Regions from separate parts of the Mus musculus genome. Here all the other regions are linked to region 3. Evidence: chromatin contacts called from public Hi-C and promoter capture Hi-C data. All regions are on one chromosome and are shown on one strand. The core of a region is the stretch at or near the end of the contact, and the rest is flanking DNA. Distances in the headings are between cores, read along the strand shown.

The links. Promoter capture Hi-C pulls out the DNA fragments that hold promoters and counts their contacts. A called contact is a pair of places that touch in the nucleus more often than the background predicts.
Region 1: a promoter capture Hi-C map of erythroid cells shows a contact between it and region 3, with 22 times the contacts expected there. The contact joins the enhancer-like site here to the promoter of Cox7a2 in region 3. A contact is called at or near these places in 5 of 39 promoter capture datasets (the C10 cell line, erythroid cells, hematopoietic stem and progenitor cells and 2 more), 1 of 484 Hi-C or Micro-C datasets (B cells), 5 of 115 datasets of contacts at active chromatin or transcription factors (bone marrow-derived macrophages, cardiomyocytes, craniofacial prominence and 2 more) and 3 of 9 other capture datasets (adipose tissue, liver and macrophages).
Region 2: a Hi-C map of the N1E-115 cell line shows a contact between it and region 3, with 4 times the contacts expected there. The contact joins the enhancer-like site here to the promoter of Cox7a2 in region 3. A contact is called at or near these places in 8 of 39 promoter capture datasets (the C10 cell line, the HPC-7 cell line, cranial neural crest and 3 more), 1 of 15 datasets of contacts at CTCF or cohesin (CD8 T cells), 4 of 484 Hi-C or Micro-C datasets (B cells, the N1E-115 cell line, cochlea and 1 more), 24 of 115 datasets of contacts at active chromatin or transcription factors (the 230-238 cell line, DN3 thymocytes, acute myeloid leukemia and 14 more) and 4 of 9 other capture datasets (adipose tissue, liver, macrophages and 1 more).

What each region holds. Positions count from the first base shown.
Region 1 is chr9:80,079,556-80,082,464 of GRCm38.p6, forward strand. The region is part of intron 1 of Senp6 (SUMO/sentrin specific peptidase 6); the gene reads left to right. Among named protein-coding and RNA genes, the nearest start is that of Senp6, 14 kb to the left of the region's middle. Within about 2 kb of position 1,611, at least 118 of the 459 cell types and tissues checked have an H3K27ac peak or open chromatin away from gene starts, as enhancers often do. A contact at or near this core is called in B cells, bone marrow-derived macrophages, erythroid cells and 1 more, where this site is marked.
Region 2 is chr9:80,021,506-80,024,391 of GRCm38.p6, forward strand. No RefSeq gene overlaps it. Among named protein-coding and RNA genes, the nearest start is that of Senp6, 44 kb to the right of the region's middle. Within about 2 kb of position 1,421, at least 17 of the 459 cell types and tissues checked have an H3K27ac peak or open chromatin away from gene starts, as enhancers often do. A contact at or near this core is called in the N1E-115 cell line, where this site is marked.
Region 3 is chr9:79,758,589-79,761,579 of GRCm38.p6, forward strand. It overlaps Cox7a2 (cytochrome c oxidase subunit 7A2), which reads right to left and starts at 1,265. Exons shown (of 4, transcript NM_009945.3): 1 at 1,052-1,265. The coding sequence starts at 1,069. It also overlaps the pseudogene Gm51685.

The DNA of each region.
Region 1 (2,909 bases), core at 361-2,860, 320 kb after region 3:
ACCTGCACTTAATCACCCAGCCATTTCTCTAGACACTTATATCTGATTTCTGTATGTTTATGTATCTGTTGTTCTGTATGGATCCTATATTCTGGAGAATAGCCTTTGGTTGAATTTTGTTTTTGTTGTTTTGTTTTTTTCCAGACAGTGTTTTTCTGTGTATCCCTTGCTGTCCTGGAACTCACTCTGTAGATCAGGCTGGTCTCATACCCAGAAACCCGCCTGCCTCTGCCTCCCAAGAGCTGGGATTAAAGGCGTGCACTACCACTGCCCGGCCTGGTTGGATTTTTTAGATGGAAAATAACCCATTAAAACAATTAGTTTTAATAATTTTTTTATTTTTTGAGATTATAATCACATCATTTCCCCCCTCCAAACTATCCCATAAACCTCCTTTGCCCTCCTTCGGATTCAACTAAATTACTTCCTGCCTGTCTTAGGGTTTCCGTTGCTGTGCAGAGACACCATGACCGAGGCAACTCTTCTGAAGGACAATTTTCAATTGGTGCTTGCTTAAACAGTTTCAGTGGTTTGTCCATTATCGTCATGGGAGGAAGCATGGCAGCATCCAGGCAAATGTGGTGTTGGAGGAGCTGAGTGTTCTGCATCTTGATCAGAAGGCAGCTAGGAGGAGACTTTCTCTTCAGCCCCCAGCAAAGCTTGATATCAAACCCCACTCCCACTATGATAGACTTCTTTCAACAAGGCTACACCTTCTAATAGTGTCACTTCCCATGGGCCAAGCATATTCAAACCTCCACACTACCTATCATTAAGATTTTATCTTTTGCTTCTTTAAAAATTTTAAGAGTGTGTGTGTATAACAGAAGAGGATATTGGGTCCCCTGAAGTTACTGGTGGTTATGAGCCAGCTGATGTGGGTGCTAGGAACTAAATTCAAATCCTTTAGAAGAGCAGCAAATAGCAAATATTCTTTACCCATTGAGCAATCTCTCCAGTCCCCTTTTGCTACTTTTGTTGCATCTTTTATCCACTATTATCTTGTCCTTACAACATTGTCATTTTGGTGGAGAATATAGACGAAGAAAATGTATGTATTGAGCTGGAGGAATAGCTTAGTGGTAGAATACTTGCCAAGCATGCATAAGGCATAGGTTTGATTCCCACTACTGGAAGAAACTGTTTAATTTCTTAAATAATTTTGTTAATTAATGGAAATCTTTCCTTAACCTTTTTAACCATAATTTCACTGGAGTACAGTGGCTATATTGTTCTACTGATAATTATCAGTGTTATTTATAGCTGTATGTTGACATGTAAATACTCAGGGACTTTTGAGGATTTTAAGATTCTGCTTAGCATGCAGCAAGCATTGTGTTACATCCTTAGCACCACAAAAGCTGTACACATTGATGCATATCTGTGATTCCAGCACTCTAGAGGTAGAGATGATATGGTCAGAAAAAGATCAAGATGGTTCACAGCTACCTAGGCAGTGTAAAGTAGCATAGGCTACAACTAGACCCTGTCAAAGAAAGAGAGAAGAGTGGGGAGGGAAGGAAAGGGAAGGGAATAGAGAGAAGCACTTTAAAGAAGGGCTTATTTTGTCTTACAGTCTGGGAGATTTCATCATGTTCAGGAAGCAGTGAGAGCAGGAAGTGGGGCTTGGCTATGTAACCTCAAGACCTGCCCCAGTGACCTACTTCCTCCAGCAGTATGCTGCCTCCTAATGATTCTTTAGCCTTTCCAAACAGTGCCAAAGAGCTAGGAATCAAGTATTCAAACATATGAACCTATGGGGGACGTTTTCATTCAGATCATAAAAGTTTACCCCAGGCTTCCATAGGCTTATAGCTCTCGTGATGTACAGTGCAATGCCCACATAGTCATTAACAGTTCCCGATACCATACAATAGTATATACTAAGTCTCTTCTGATATTCAGGTAACAAACCCTGTATCTGTGAACCCCCCCCCATATAGTTTTTATTTTAAGTTACATACTTCCAACATAGAATGGCACAGAATAAACATTTCTATTCCAAAATGGAGATGTGGGTGTATACCAAGGAAAAGTCAGATTAGAGCAAGACTGAAATCTAGCAGGGTAAACTCCAAATCCTGCAGTTCCATGTCCTGCTTCTATAACTAGTGGTAGTATCAGCTGGCTTCTAAATAGCCCCATCTCTACCTATCTCCTGCACACAGCAGACATAACCCCTCTGTAGCCAGCTCTGTTCCTTACCCACAGCTTTTGGTTGGTGGATGTTGATGGTCCTGACATCTGCAATATTCTTTGGTCTCCACTGCAACCTAGGCATCACTTTCACAGCTTCCCCCAGGGGCCAGGTCTCTGATACTCCCTCACATTGTGTGGGTTTTGTGGCTCTCTGGAACCATGGACGTAGACTCCATGACCCACTCAATCTTGAATCTTTGAAAGCATGCCTGAAAAACTACTGGGTGAACAGAACATGGACAATGTCAAGTTCTGTTGCCAGCTTCAGATGGCCTCTTGCCCCTTTGGACCACAGTTATGTCAGCCTCTGTATGCTTTCCAGGCTGACTCTAGCGAAACACTTCCCTAGGTGGTAGGCCTCCTTTGAGCTGTGCTCTGAGTTCAGGCTATAGGGTAAGTTTTGAGATTTTACAATGTGAGACTTTGGTGGCTGAGATCTTGTACTCGGGGCCTTTCCTGTTGTCTCATGCCGAGCAAGAGGTTTCCTTTGAGCACTCGCAGCCACCAGTCACCTTTCAGTATTGACTCCATATTTAAACTTACACATATTCCTTTCTTTGACAAACTGACAAGGAGGAAGATAATGGAGGAGAGAAAGACAGACACAGAAACTGACTGACTGAATACTCAAGATACAATCCACAAACCACATGAAACTCAAGAAGAAGGAAGACCAAAGTGTGGTTACTTTAATCCTTCTTAGAAGGGGA
Region 2 (2,886 bases), core at 171-2,670, 260 kb after region 3:
CGTCCTTGGTATTATTCATACTAAGCAAGCTTTGCTGCACTCCCACAGGCCTGGGAGTGCTGGACAGCAGGTAACACTTATGGGACACTGGCCACTTTAAGTGCCCATCCCCACCTGACACAGCAAAGGCATGGAGCCCTTCAACACTCAGATTAGCTTAAGCTCACCCACTGTGATGATCCCCTTTCTCTCACATCATCAGTCTCCATTCTTAGCTGCCCAGATCTGTCCACCATGCTTCAGGTGCAGCTTCTATGCCCACACTTCTTCAGGAATCATCCCCCCACCCCACCCCCACCCCCGACAGCTTGCACTCCAGGAAGCATTTGGCATGCCTTCTACCACTGATGATTCAGCATCTCTGGGCTCTGGGTGTGGGTGTGGGCTGTTGAGAGGCCTGCAGAAACTGCAAGTGCCCAAATCTAATTATTTCTTGTTTTTTTCTTTTTGGTTTTTTGGGTTTTTTTTGTTTGGTTGGGGTTGTTTGTTTGTTTGTTTTGTTTTGTTTGAGACAGAGTTTCTCTGTATATCCCTGGCTATCCTGGAACTCACTTTGTAGACCAGGCTGGCCTCAAACTAAGAAATCCGTCTGCCTCTGCCTCCCAAATGCTGGGATTAAAGGTATGTGCCACCATCATCCGGCTCTAATTATTTCTGAAAACTTTAATTAATATAACTGAAAGAATAAATCTTGGGACTTTATCTGGGAACCTTCAAGTCTAGTATATAGTAGCCTCAAAGAGACGCTAGAATTTATCTTTCTGCGTAGTACAGTGTGCATGTGGACATCCATGCATGTGACTGCAGGTGTGTGAGCACCACGGTGTGCAGTGGAGTTCAGAGGACAGACTCTCTTTGCTCTTCTGCTGCAGGCTGGCTTGTGAGCTTCCAGGATTCTCTTGTGTCTATCCCCCCAGTTCATCACATGAGCACAGAAATTACAGCGTCAGGCCATTGTACTTGGCTTTGCATGGACCTGGGAACTTGAACTCTGGCCCTAATGCTTGCTCAGAAAGCACTTTACCCACTATGCCATCTCCTTAGCCCGATAATTTTGTTTTTCTTTTATTGAGCAAAAGTCAATAGATGTCAGGAAAAGTCTGGGTTCTTGGTTAGGACTGAATAACAGCAGAGCAGGGAGCACAAGAAGCTGCAAGTCAATGCTTGGCCGGCTATTTAATCAATGACAGTGAAGAATTTTAAAATAGACACCAAATAACATGACCGTACCAAAGCTTCCCCTCTTAGTAAATGAAGAGTGTGGTTTTCTATTTTTAAAAGGACATATAAAATCAATATAAATTACAGAAAACTAGAAAAAGAATCTGTAAAAACTTAGAAGCTGGGCATAGTGGCACTCACAGATCTACAGTCCCAGCACGCGGGAGGAAGATCAGTTCAAGGTCACCTCTGTTACATGGTGAGTCCGAGCCAGCCTAGGCCACAAGGGCATAGCTGGGAGGTCTGGCTGTTTAGAGTGTGTCTGTCTCCAGGCCCTTCGTCTCCCTCTCACCCTATTCTCACCGTCCAGGAGGGGCAGCTTGGCTGGCCACAGCCAGCAGGCCAGCTTTGCTCTGCACTCTGCATTGCAAGGACACACACAGCCAAAATAAAGCACAGATGATGACTCTGGGAAAACAGAGATCGCGAGATAAAGGGAGAAAGTCTGCTCTCCAGGCAGATTGCACAGAACAGAAGGATAAAGCGCTGTCATTATTTTTCAGTGCTGGGGGTTGTGCCCAGGGCTTTGCACATATTATACAAGCTAGGCAAGCACATGCTCTGCCCTTTTGTGTTTTGTTGTTATTGCTAGTATCTTGCTTAGAATAGTCTTGAATTCATGATATAGCTCTGGTCTGTCTTACTTTTGATTCTCTTGTTTCGGCCCCCTAAGCTTCCGTTATTAAGCATGTTCCTGGATGTAACACTTCATAAGGTAGATGAAGGCTCCAATCAGCAAGTCAGTGGGGTTGGGGGCTGGGGGTTGGGTAAGTCCATCAAAACTCAGCAGTCTGCCAATGTGTTAAACTGTTGTGTGCATTCTTTCCAGATTGGTGTGCCAGAACCAAATCCACTCCCAAAGTTCCGCATCCTAGAATAAACACTTCAGAATTGGTTGCCTTTTATACTCCCGCTCTTCAGAAATTTGTGATGAAATTCTTAGGCCCTTCATGGTATGTAGTACTATATAAATTCAGACAGTAGTTTGACACTAAAGCTCTAGGTTCAGTTATTTGTTTGTTTTACCAAAATATAAGAGATTTACAAAGCTTTAAAGCAAGCAGTTCACATAGTATTTTTTTGACATGGGCTCGCCCTGGGTCCCTGGCTGGCTCAGAACTGATGATGTAACCAGGCTATCCCTGCACTCAGAGAGACCTCCACCTGAGCTTCCCCAGCACTGGGATTAAAGACATGCGCCACGATTCCCAATACATTTCACATAATTTTAATGTTTTCATTATTTTACTGCGTGGGGTCTGGACAGGGGCTTCACATACATGCTACAGTGAGTATGTGAAGGTCAGGTGTCCACTTTTAGAAATTGGTTCTCTCTTTCCACAGTGGCTTCCAGGAACTGAACTGTAGTTGTCAGATTTGTTGCAGCAAGCATGGGGTTTTTTTTGTTGTTTTTGTTTGGTTTGGGTTGTTTTTGGTTTTGTTTGTTTGTTTTAACCTATTGAGCCATCCAATAGTGTGTGTGTGTGTGTGTGTGTGTGTGTATATATATATATATATATATATATATATATATATATATATATATATAGTTATATAGTTATATAATTACATAGTTACATAGTTATATAGTTATATCGTGTTATATATAATTATATATATATATATCCAAAAGTATTATATATTTTAATATAATTAATTTTATTA
Region 3 (2,991 bases), core at 15-2,514:
AAAATTCACATGCATCGAACAAGACCTAAGAGTCCAAAGAAACCTGTAAAGGCAACTTCCAACCCTTCACACTGAAAGGAAGCTGAGATTTAAAGCATTATCGAACTTGTCAGTACTATCCAAGACTAGCATCCAGATTTTCTACATGTTGTCTATTCTCTGCTCTGTGCTTCATGTTACATATCATAGTCTTCAGAAACCATGACCTATATATAACCTGTGCCTGAAATTAATCAGTAGTATTTTATAGAACAAAACATGCTGATATACAGAAAAATAAATGATATAGACATCTTATAAGTTCTAACATTTTCATTTAATATTTGCCTATGTCAAAAATCTATTCCTGGCAGGGTAGTGGAGGCTCAAGACTTTAATCGCAGCACTAGGGAGGCAGAGGCCATGCTAGTCTACAGATTTAGTTCCAGGATAGCCAAGGCACTGAAAAATTACTTTGCAGTGGAGGGCACATGCTAGAACACTCCTGGACATCTAAGAAAAATGTAATTGGTGTTAAGTCTTAATTGTGTTAAACGATTACAAAATAAAATCAAAACACACCTTTTTAAATTTTGGAGAAATATTCACCAAGTGTTAAAGGTAATTCTGAATCGTCATTACACTTCAATCATGAAACCCATTAAATCCCAACTAAAACTGTACAATTTAGTTCTTTGGCTTACTTCTTTGAATCAGGTAAAATTTTATCTTTTCACTATGATACAAAACAAAATGACAACAAAAAGCCACCTTCCACCTAGGTTTTCCAGGTGTCCAAGATCCCCCCACTGGAGCCTACGTCAGAGCTACAGTCATAGCCATAAGCAACGGTAAGCTGTAGTGACCAAGAACCAAATGCGATCCTGCTCTTCCCTCTACGACTACCCAGAAACAGCCAGGGGCGAGTGGACGGAAGGTCAGGGAAAAGGACGCGCGGCCAAGGTGACTCCGGCTGCTGTCTTCTGCCACATTTCCAGCACGCCTTTCTGTCAGGATGCCTGACCCTCCGCCCCGACACTCCAGTACCAGCCAAACCCCCAAAGCTACCTACCAGCAGATTCCGCAACATCTTGGCTCGGTTGTTACCCACCAACCGCGACTACTGAACGCCAAAAATCGAAAGCCACCAGACCGGAAACGGAACTCCCTCCTAGCGCTGCGCGCGCGTCGAGCAAGAGGGCTCGTTCCGGGAAGAGGAGGGGCTCGCGCTCCCGACCATAGAGAGCGGAAGGCGAGCCAGAGCGACTTCTCGCAGCGGCCCGTCTAGCCTCCGGACCTCCGAAGCTATCCTTACCACTTGGCTCCGCCCTGCCGCGCCTGCCGCCGGACCCAGAATCACAATGGAAAGCAAACGCCACCCGCAATGGAGAGGCGTGAAGTCTTGCAGCCCTCTTCATACGCTCTGGTGAAGTCAGTGGACAACCAGACTACCCGGAAAGTAGCTTGTCTTGTGAGAAGGCTTTGAGCCATTGTTTACAGTCTGAAGGAACAATGGATGTCAAAGCTACGTCGTACAAGCTTAAATATTCAAAAGCTCCTCTTAATACGGATAGAGTCCAGTTTTAGGGTTTGTCTTCCACAGATGAAAGTGGGAGGCGTTAGTCTTTGTGCTGAGATCATATAGGAACGACCGATGTTGGCATCCACAGGTATGCCAACCTGTGGATCTTCTGCTAAACTCCTTGTGCTGGAAGCTCTTCCTGTGTCCCCAGACTGGAACTGGCTGACTTCGTTATTGAGTCTGGGAAAACGCTGAAAAGAGGGGAATACATTTTTAAATCCACGTTCAACACAAATATCGACTGTGTCGTGCTTTCTCAGATCCGCAGCACATTTCACTCCTGGATGGAGCTGTCAGAAGTGCGCGTATTTTACAGATAGGCTGTTAGCATTTTGCATCAGTCTTGCATAACTATTCCTCCTTACAACTGCCTTTATTCTTCTGCACACTAATGTACAAGTAAAAATAATCTACTCAACAATACAAATGTCTTTCCACCCTTTTGCAAACTCAGAAACGACTTCATTGCCATTTCAGGTAAAAGCTAATGATAAACGGGTTCCACAGTGTTGCGTGAATAAAAACTGGTAATGCTTAATTCCTTCAAATCTTGGGGTACTTTTTTCTTCATAACCTACTGTACCCCCAACACAGTCTAAATTTTCTTCCTTACCAAGTTTATAAACACCCATTATAACTGACTTTTTTTCTACCACCTCTTAATTATTCAATGTACCATCGAGCATAATTACCAACAGCTGGGGATGGGGAGTTTTGTTTTTTTTTTTTTTTTGTTTTGTTTTTTACATTTATTGTCTGTAATTGGAATTCGTTAAAGTTTGTGCTGCTGTCGCTGTTTCACCACAGGATATAAGTTTTCCCAGAACCGACTGTATACTTACCATTCCCCTAACACTAATAAAAATGGGCCTACTAGGGGGGCTGGTGAGATGGCTCAACGGGTAAGAGCGCTGACTGCTCTTCTGAAGGTCCTAAGTTCAAATCCCAGCAACCACATGGTGGCTCACAACCACCCATAATGAGATCTGATTACCTCTTCTGGTGTGTCTGAAGTCAGCTACTTACATATAATAATAAGTAAATCTTAGAAAAAAATAGGCCTACTAACCAACACTAAGTGCATACTGTTTGACATTCCTAGGAATAGTGACTGTCCAAGAAGAACCAAGAGTTTACATTAAAACTACCTATAACAGCGTTGTCACTTAGGGCAGTACAATTTTCTCTTTACTGGACCACTCCATCTACAGACACATTCCATTTTAAAAAGGAAAGGACACATATGAAACAAAACAGTGTTTCTATCCCATTCTCTCCAGAATAAAAGCAGACTTCTGCAACTTGTGTGCCCCTCCTTTTGTGTTAGTCTTTTCCAAAATCACTTCTTAGGCAAGCTTCTGCATTATCAGCCACGGATATCACAGGTGCTCATTCCCCCAGAGTACATTTTAATTTGGAAATAAACTATC